2 separate regions of the Astyanax mexicanus genome follow, and region 2 is linked to region 1. The links are chromatin contacts, called in public Hi-C maps. All regions are on one chromosome and are shown on one strand. The core of a region is the stretch at or near the end of the contact, and the rest is flanking DNA. Distances in the headings are between cores, read along the strand shown. Region 1 holds the start of tbx2b (T-box transcription factor 2b). Region 2 holds the start of bcas3 (BCAS3 microtubule associated cell migration factor).

What was found. Hi-C and Micro-C count contacts between places; a contact is called where the count stands out from the background.
Region 2: a Hi-C map of muscle shows a contact between it and region 1, with 13 times the contacts expected there. The contact joins the promoter of bcas3 here to the promoter of tbx2b in region 1. A contact is called at or near these places in 2 of 3 Hi-C or Micro-C datasets (both in muscle).

The regions. Positions count from the first base shown.
Region 1 is chr18:433,724-438,765 of AstMex3_surface, reverse strand. It overlaps tbx2b (T-box transcription factor 2b), which reads left to right and starts at 3,146. Exons shown (of 7, transcript XM_007258875.4): 1 at 3,146-3,597; 2 at 4,380-4,647. The coding sequence starts at 3,239. It overlaps LOC111193726 (a long non-coding RNA gene), which reads right to left and starts at 2,559. Exons shown (of 2, transcript XR_002650656.2): 1 at 1,904-2,559.
Region 2 is chr18:946,605-951,338 of AstMex3_surface, reverse strand. It overlaps bcas3 (BCAS3 microtubule associated cell migration factor), which reads left to right and starts at 2,101. Exons shown (of 24, transcript XM_022675301.2): 1 at 2,101-2,187. nlrx1 (NLR family member X1) reads right to left here and starts at 84. Exons shown (of 9, transcript XM_022675273.2): 1 at 1-84.

The DNA of each region.
Region 1 (5,042 bases), core at 1,897-4,396:
CACATACACGCGCAAAACAGAAGAAATTGATGAGATGATTTTTGTTGTTTTTGTTTTTAATAGTTTATCTTACAATTGAATCGGATGTTTTAACCTAATTAAAGTTTATTTCAGTCTCAGGTACACGCGGAGATAAATCAGATATAAAAAAGGATCTATTTTCTACTTTACACTACGTTTCATTCAGGTTGTATAAAAAAGAGGTTGGTTGCATTTTGCTCGTTTTCCAGAAAACGTTTTTATAACAACGTGGTTTGTTTACTTTATTGCAGTATATTAGTATCGTATCACGGATTAAAATACTATTTTGTATTAGTGTAACTAAAACAAACTCATTTTACTGGAAGCTGATTGAATGCAGTTTGCTCTTTGCGCTCTATGTTTCAGCCGTTCAGCAACAGGTGTGTGTATGTTTGTATATGTTGACACTTCACACACCTTAATATTTAAATATTCTAAATATTTTAATTTCACTCCTCTGCATGTCAGCATAAAATAATAATACTCATAATAATAACAATAATAATAATGTTGTAATGTGTTCGTATTGTTATTATTATTAATTATTATTAATTTAAAGTTAGAGCTTTTCTACTTTTTTGTTTTTCCTGTAATTCTTATTTCTGCTAGTTTAAGGTTATTTGTGTTCAGTGTATCTGTTTTTTTTTTCAACGAAGCTAGGATATACTAAATTAGTGTTTTTAAACGCTAAACCGATTAACACACTGGTGTAAAATGTAAAAAAACCTGATCAATAAAATGTTTTTGTGTAGTTAGTTCTAAAGACTTGAATAGTGTTGTGATGCGTGACGAGGTGCGTGGTGTTTGAGGTGTTTGAAGTGGAGCGTATGTTGCGTGTATTTGGTGTACAGTATGTGTACCAGTGTGGCTGTAGAGGTTAACAATCTTTTCTTTTTGAGCGCAGCTCCCAGTTTGAGAAGGGAAAGTGTCCCAGTGTTCAACTGCTTTAAGAAAATTCTAAAAATCATTTTTTCAAAAAATCAATTTTCAGCTTTAACTTTTTTTTTTTTTTATCCAAAAATACACTACATACACACTCAAACACCCCTTCCTATAGTGCAGAAAGCCCTAAACATACTAGTCCGTACAGTGCAGAAGTACTACACAACTGTGCCAAACATTTATAAATATTTAAATATTTAGTCCTATCACACTTTAGCACGACTGTATAAAACGCTGGTAAAACGTTTCGTTTAAGCTCCTACCTGAAGCTCATTACACCATATGAGAATACATTTGAAGGTGTATCAAAAGTAACCTCTACACATAACACATATGAAATAAGTCATATATAATAAGTCATATATAATTATTATGTATTATTATTGTGTATTAGTAAACATTAGAGTCGATTTGAGCTTTATCAATATTATATACGACTATTATATACGACTATTCCCAATATGTGCCTATAAGAAATCGTATCATATTAGATACATACCTGCGACTAGTATAAAGCTATATACACAACTATACGTGAATAACAAATACATTAGATATGTGTGAAAATATGTGAGAAATGTCTCTGTAGAAATCTGTTCCAATGTACAGCATAAGAGAAACCCTTAAAGCGTATATTAGACATTATGTCAATATATGTGCATTTCATGAGAAAATGACTACTACTGTCACAACTGTTTCAGTAATAGAATACGTAGGTTATTAATAACATACTAATAGTCTTGAGTTGCGCAAGACTGTCTGTATTTACTTCCAAAATAATACTAGTAATATTACAATAAAATGAAAAAGGAAATATTTTTGTGTGTTCAATGTTAATAATTAAGAAATAAGTTTAAACTGCATTTTTATTTCAAGGAGGTCCACCCATGCTTTCAAACAGTTTAGCTCAGGTTAGCCTAAAAAAGACGAATAAACTCACCCACAGCTGGTGGATCTCCACCCCGCTGCTGCTCTCCAACAACACCGCTCCAACACCGCTCCATCCCCGCGTCGCTCCCGGGTTCTTCTGCCTCTAGTCCTCCTCCTTCTTCTCCTCCTCTTCTGCAGGAGGAATCACATTCTCGTTTCAAAATGATTGTCTGATCATTTGGACGAACGAGACTTATTAAAGATTAAGTCGTCTATTCTGAGTCTCCAGCCCTGGAGACACGGAGCGCCGCAGTGTTTTCAGTGATCTAATAGTGATCTTATAACCATATAGGCTGCGCTCGAGACGATTTCACGTGTTTGTAAACACGCGCGTCCGCTGGCGAAGTGAATCCGCTGCTGGTGGTGCACGAGCGGTTTGAAGCTTTAGCTGGTTCGCTCGGAGGGTCGTATTGTGTGTATGTGTGTTTTTACTTCATCATGGTGAAAAGAAAAGAAAAGTAAAGTAAAGAAAGCGCACTTTGCTCTTTTGGCTTCTCGTGCTCGAGCTCCGTGGCAGATATGGAGGTGAGGGTTTGGGGATCAGACAGCGCGGGGCAGGCGGCCGTCCTGTCCGCCGCCTTCAACAACCCTCCGCGCGCTGCCCGGCCTCCTCCACGCGGGGGTGGGAGCTCTTGGAGCCGCGCTGTCATTGGTTAATATTTTATTCTGTTGACATGTTTTCTTACTGCTAATGCTTCCGACACCTTTCCCGTCCGCCCTCCTCCTCCCCTCCCCTTCACCTCCTTCATCCACCCCCCCTTCTCAGGCCTGGCCCGAGCTGTCAAAACCACGCCTATAGAGAGCCACAATTGGTCCAGAAAGCGTAAAATCAGCAATCAAGGGGGCTTGGTTCATTAGAGTTGGGAGTCCAAGCAGGAAGGACGTGGGAGAGACAGTTGCACTCGGACAGAGGTTGGATGTGAGCGAGTTGTCTTGGTCTGGTGCTCGAGTTCGGATGGCCAATCTGCATCGAAAAGAAGGGTCTTGGTCATTTTTGGTACGAGGAGGACAGCAGCAGCAGGGAGGGAAAAAGTGGAAACCCTAAAATTTGCTGTACAATCCTCGTATGTCTTCACTTTGACTGGTAGTAGTATTCGGAGTGTCTCCTCTAACACCACTCCTCCTTTGCTTTCTTTTCCACGCGTTTCCACGTCCCTCCGTCGCCTTTTTGCAACGCGATCGAGAGAAATAGGACCAGCCTACTACCCCGCGCTCTCGGTCCCGTTCCCGCTGCTGTTCGGCAAGACGAAAGCGGAGATCCTGCTCCGCTCCTCTGGAATACGCGAGGAAAAACAACAGCTCAGCCCCCGATCCCGTTTCCCCTCAGCGAGTTTTGGATGCACCGATGAGAGATCCAGTCTTTTCAGGCACTGCCATGGCTTACCACCCTTTCCACGCTCACCGGCCCACCGACTTCCCCATGTCAGCCTTCCTGGCGGCCGCGCAGCCCTCCTTTTTCCCCGCGCTGGCTTTGCCTCCCGGTGCGCTTACCAAGCCCATCCCGGAACACGCGCTGGCCGGGGCCGCCGAGCCGGGACTGCACCCGGCGCTTAGTCACCATCAGGCGGCTCACCTCCGCAGCCTTAAGAGCCTCGAGCCCGAGGAGGAGGTGGAGGACGACCCGAAAGTCACACTGGAAGCCAAGGATCTATGGGACCAGTTCCACAAATTAGGAACTGAAATGGTTATTACGAAATCTGGAAGGTAATTTCATGTCGCTTTTTATACTGAGATCACACTTTAACATTTAGTTTACACAATTACTTGGGAACGTTTGCTTTTGTTTTTTGTTTTTTTTTAGGCCCTACATTCATCGCTATATCCCCGTTTTATCTCCGTTTTTTGCCTCCCATATTTCTCGTTTTCCTGCTTTTAACATTTTCAGACGCTTTTCTGTATATGCGATCAATCAATAAAGCGAGAGTATAAAAAAACTATGCACTTGAAGGTTGTCCACACAGACATCCGTATGGTCTTTTACTGTTCGCTACACGGACACGCAACGTGGAAGTCACATCACACACAAGTGATAGGTTTAGTTCTTTAGGACAAAAAAAAAACGATTTAGCATTGTTTTCACAGGCCTGTGGGAACACATTCTACACATTCTAAGCAGTGGAGTTTTCTGCATTCTGAATTCTGAACTCTGAAGAAAAGCGTATTTCAGCCTTTATTGCTTTATTCGAAAGAGGAGATTTTGTTTTTTGTTGAAAACCTGCCACTTAAATATTTACATTCAATATATACAATTCTATGAATATATATTTATATAATATATTATTTTATTTTCGTAAATAAGTATACAAATGTAAAATGTATGAACCTGACTAACTCGTTTTGGTGAGAATTATGAATCATACAACAATACTGTTTTAACAAAAATGTTTTTGTTTCTGTACAGTTATTAATGTAATTTAATATAATGTGCTGCTACAAAATAATATGTTTGACAAACGTTAATAAACACACGCCTTTCACCTATACAGGAGGATGTTTCCACCCTTTAAGGTCCGAATTAATGGACTGGATAAAAAAGCCAAGTATATTTTATTAATGGACATCGTCGCTGCCGACGACTGCCGCTATAAGTTCCACAATTCACGTTGGATGGTGGCGGGCAAGGCCGACCCGGAGATGCCTAAGCGCATGTACATCCACCCGGACAGCCCTGCCACGGGAGAGCAGTGGATGGCCAAGCCTGTCGCATTTCATAAACTCAAGCTGACCAACAACATTTCGGACAAGCACGGATTTGTAAGTAGCCTGTTTATACTGCATTGCCGCTACTTTTCTTTCCAAAAGATGTTTTGAAAAGACATGGTACAATTATGCGGTGCTTTAAGAGATTTATTCATTTATTTGTTCATCAATATTGCTATTGATTTCCCCAGTATAGTAATACAAGTGACCTGTATTCTCAATTATATAATATTTACAATGTACAATTCGGGTTTTCCCCATTCACACACACACGGTTCGTCTACTATTCCGCTTTGGAATTGTGAATAATGCGATTATTGTCAGAGTGGTTGAGTAATGTGAACACTTCATTCTGAGTTTTTCTTGAACTCAGTTGCAGTAGGATATGGTTTATGGCAGATTCTCAAAGAACTGCGTGGTTCAGGGTGGAAAGTGACCGAAATCAGGTC
Region 2 (4,734 bases), core at 852-3,351, 510 kb before region 1:
AATGTCTCCCTGCGATCGTTCAGTCCAGCCTGACAGCACCCACACTTCCTGTACTCACACAGCACAACACCCCTCTATCTATATCTATCTATATCTATATATATCTATATATATCTATATATATATATATATATATATATATACAGCTCTGTAAAACTAAAAACAAGATATCACTTAAAAATGACGAGTTTCTTTGATTTTAGCAAACTGAAAACCTCTGGAATAAAATCAAGAGGAAGATGGATGATCACAAACCATCAAACCACCAAACTGAACTGCTTGAATTTTTGCACCAGGAGTAAAGCAGCATAAAGTTATCCAAAAGCAGTGTGTAAGACTGGTGGAGGAGAACATGATGCCAGGATGCATGAAAAAAAAACTGTGATTAAAAACCAACCAGGTTTATTCCACCAGATATTGATTATTTCTGAACTCTTAAAACATTTTATGAATATGAACTTTTTTTCTTTGCATTATTTTAGGTCTGAAAGCTCTATATTTTTTTTCCTTATTTCAGACATTTCTCATTTTCTGCAAATAAATGCTCTAAATGACAATATTTTTTATTTTATATTTTTGGAGAAATGTTGTCCATAGTTTATAAAATAAACAACAATATATAATTATATTATTATATATTTATATTTCATATATTTCATTTGGAAATGCACTAAAAAGTGCAGAAAAATACTGTTATATTGTAATACATTGCTCTACTGTATCCTTATGTTTTATGTGTTGGCTCCATCTTGTGGCTATAATGGGTATGTTCAGTTCAATCACTATATTAGCTCAGGACTAGTCTTAATCCCTGTCTGGGAAACTGGGCTTTATGATTAGGAGCTGGGAACAGCATAAAACAACTAATGAACAGGGGTTCTAGATGGGACCTACGTGAAATCAACTCAAGCTCTACTAGGCCCCTGTAAAAAAAAATGCACACTACACACACGTTAGCCCCACATGAGCATGTTGACAGAGTATAATATTTATGTATATGACTGCAAAATACAGTCAGTAGAATGGTGAGGTTGTCAAATTAGAGTAATGTTTCAGCACAACACTGGATTATCACAACACTGATTACCACATGCAAAACACAAGGTTTAATATTTGGCCATATAACAAACACACAAGCTTTACTGTAAATAGACAAATAATTAAATCTCAGCTTTAAAAATTAAATCTTGCTTTATTTACATATTATGAAAATAAATGACACAATAAAAAGTAATTTTTTGCAGCATTTTTGTAGCCCTTGTGGTACATGTACTGTATTTACTTTGGCCAAATATGTGCAACGTGACCTGAACTGCCCCTACACACACACACACAGTACACACACCACACACACAAACATATTTTTCTTTTAATCACCACCAATTACAGTATAAATGGAGAAAAAATCAGTGCTTTAAAAAAAGGAGAAAAGGTTAAAGTGCATCATGATTAATGCAACTTTCAATTAAAGAATAAGAGGTGATACACATGCATATGACAAAGGAGCATAATAAATACATTTAAAGGACAAATAATATATTTTTATTTTTTATTTTATTGCTTTACCATATATGGTAATAAAAGATATAAAAAATAAAAATATATAAGCAACTTCACAAATAAACATATCGAAAGAGGGTCTGCATTTTCCTTTTCTTTTACAAAAGAATAAAAATATGATGTTTACTATTACATTTAACTACATATGTACGCTTTTATTCAGAGCTTTTTCTTACGCAAGTGCTTAGTCATTCATTTGGGAGTATTTATCCAATATAACAATTACATTAATTAAAATAAAAAAAATAATTTAAATAAATGCATGCGTCTGTATGATAATGCTATTTATTTATTTATTATTATTATTATTATTATTATTATTATTATTATTTTATTTATTTTATTTTTTTTAAGACAATCCACTGTGTATAGTTACATTCCTCTAAACTTTATTGTTTATTCCAAAGTGACTGAAAGAAACGATGCAGCTCTTGACTCAATCTGATTGGCTTTGAACGTGGAAGCTGTACCGCCTCCAGCGCGATGTGATTGGTCGGTCGCCCGCGGCGCGGCGCTGCCATTGGTTCTTAGGTTTGTTGTTTCCGCTGTACGTAGCCTGCGCGGTGTTGTTGTCGCGTTTTGGGAAGATCTGTGTTTATAGAGCTGAATTGAGGCGCAGCGCTGCAGGTGAGTGTAAATATGAGTGTAAATTGTTTTTATTCCCGCTGTTTGAGCGGAGCGGTGTGTGTGAGGGAGTCCGGGGTCTGCAGATATTACTGTCTGTGTTCAGAGTAATGCTGGGTCTGTGTGTCTGAGAGAGAGGGACAGTTAGCCGCTAACAGCTAAAGCTAAGCTATGATGAAATGTCTGAGGGAGATAAACAGCTGATAAGAGTTTATATCTGTTTTCTGCTGCATTAAAATATAGTTTAAAATAATGTTTAACTGTGAATAGGTATATTATGAAATGTGTTGAAAAAGAATGATAGATAGCTTAGGTAACTTAACTAGCTTCATGCTGTTTTTAAAGTAGACCAAAATAACTGTTCACTGAAGTAGCTAACTAGCTAACTAGTTATTTAGTTAACTAGCAAGCTAAATAATATTTATTTTCACTTCACAAAGTACAGGTGTAAAGGTGAATGAAAACGTTGTGAGCAGGTTCCCACTAGCATGCAGAGAACAATATTTACAACACAGTAGAATAATAAAATAAAATAAAAAATAAACAGTTAAGCTTACAGTATACACAACTCACACAATAACAATAAACACAATAACTTGCACTATAGACAAACGGCTAACTAATTCACATGCTAGTAGTAGGATTTGATAGTGTGGATGGCTAGAACTTATACTGTGTTGATATTATAGATTAATAGTCAGTATGCCTCTTATTTTGCTTATATAATTATTTCTGTATTATATGCACAATGGTTTAAGGAGGTATTGCTAACTAGCTAAAGCTAAGCTATGCTGAAATGTCTGAGGGAGATAAAACAGCTGATAAGAGTTTAATAGCTTAATTATAAAATGTGTTGAAGAAGAATGATAAGTTAGCTTAGGTAACTTAACTAGCTTCATGCTGTTTTTAAAGTGGACCAGAATAACTGTTCACTGAAGTAGCTAACTAACTAACTAGTTATTTAGTTAACTAGCAAGATAAATAAGATTCAAGATTAAATATATTTATTGTAACGTCACAAAATACAGGTGTACAGGTAAATGAAAAAGTTTGTGAGCAGGTTCCCACTAGCATGCAGAGAACAATATTTACAACACAGTAGAATAATAAAATAAAAAACAATATACACAGTTAACCTTACAGTTTACACAATATACACAATACACACAATAACTTGCACTATAGACAAAGAACTAACTAATTCACCTGCTAGTAGTAGGATATGATAGTGTTGATGGCTAGAACAGTAGTAAATTTTTAATTAGATTAGCTAATTTATACTTACTTATACTTTGTAGATATTATATATCAGTATGCCTGTTATTTTGCTTATATAATTATTTCTGTATTATGTCCACAATGGTTTAAGGAGGTATTGCTAACTAGCTAAAGCTAAGCTATGCTGAAATGTCTGAGGGAGATAAACAGCTGATAAGAGTTTATATCTGTTTTTACTGCTGCACTAAAATATGCTTTTAAATAATGTTTTTCAATTGTGAATAACTTAATTATGAATTGTGTTGAAGAAGAATGATAGCTTATTTAGGTAACTATAGCTTCATTCTGTTTTAAAGTGGACCAATAACTGTTTTTACTGAAGTAGCTAACTTACCCAACTAGCTCAATAAGTAACTAAGCTAACCAACCTGCGAGTAGTATTTCTTACACTGTTAATTCATATTTTATAGTTTTATTTTACATTTCTAAGTACTTTGTTAGTTACAATTTATATTTAAAAGTTAATTTTATATTTCTTCTTTCTCCTTAGATAAAGAATATGAATTATTTTAAGTATTTTAAGCATCATTGTGTGAGCAGACTGTCTTTAAAAGCATTTCATGGCAAGGAGTACATTTTTGCTTAGGTTAGGTAGCTAACTAATACTTCAATGTGTTGGTATTGCATATCTATAGTCTCGTTCATTTAAAGCCAGTCATTCAGTAGATAGGTTAGTTTCTTAGGATTGAATGAGAGAGCCAGAACTCCAAAAATCCGCACAGATATAAACAGCTGATAAGAGTTTATATCTGTTTTCTGCTGCATTAAAATATAGTTTAAAATAATGTTTAACTGTGAATAGGTATATTATGAAATGTGTTGAAAAAGAATGATAGATAGCTTAGGTAACTTAACTAGCTTCATGCTGTTTTTAAAGTGGACCAAAATAACTGTTCACTGAAGTAGCTAACTAGCTAACTAGTTATTTAGTTAACTAGCAAAAATCCTAAAATCCTTAACCCACAGTTTTGCAGTGACCAAAAAACAAAACAAAACAAACAAACATAGTACTGATTAGATGTTGTCATATTTTCATTCCTAAAAGTCATTTATTTATTTTTTTTTTATGCTGTTTTGCTTTCTTTTTGTTGTTGTTTTGTACTATTTGCCTGTTTTGCCTCTATCCTGTTTTGCTCATACAATTTTTTCCTTATAATATGCAGAAACGACCACTGTCCTTTACTAAATGCAGTGGTTCTGTATTAGGTCAGATCTGACTCAGCTTTTGTTTTATTGAGAAAGTAATTAAAATAAAAGTCAAGCCAAAGCAAA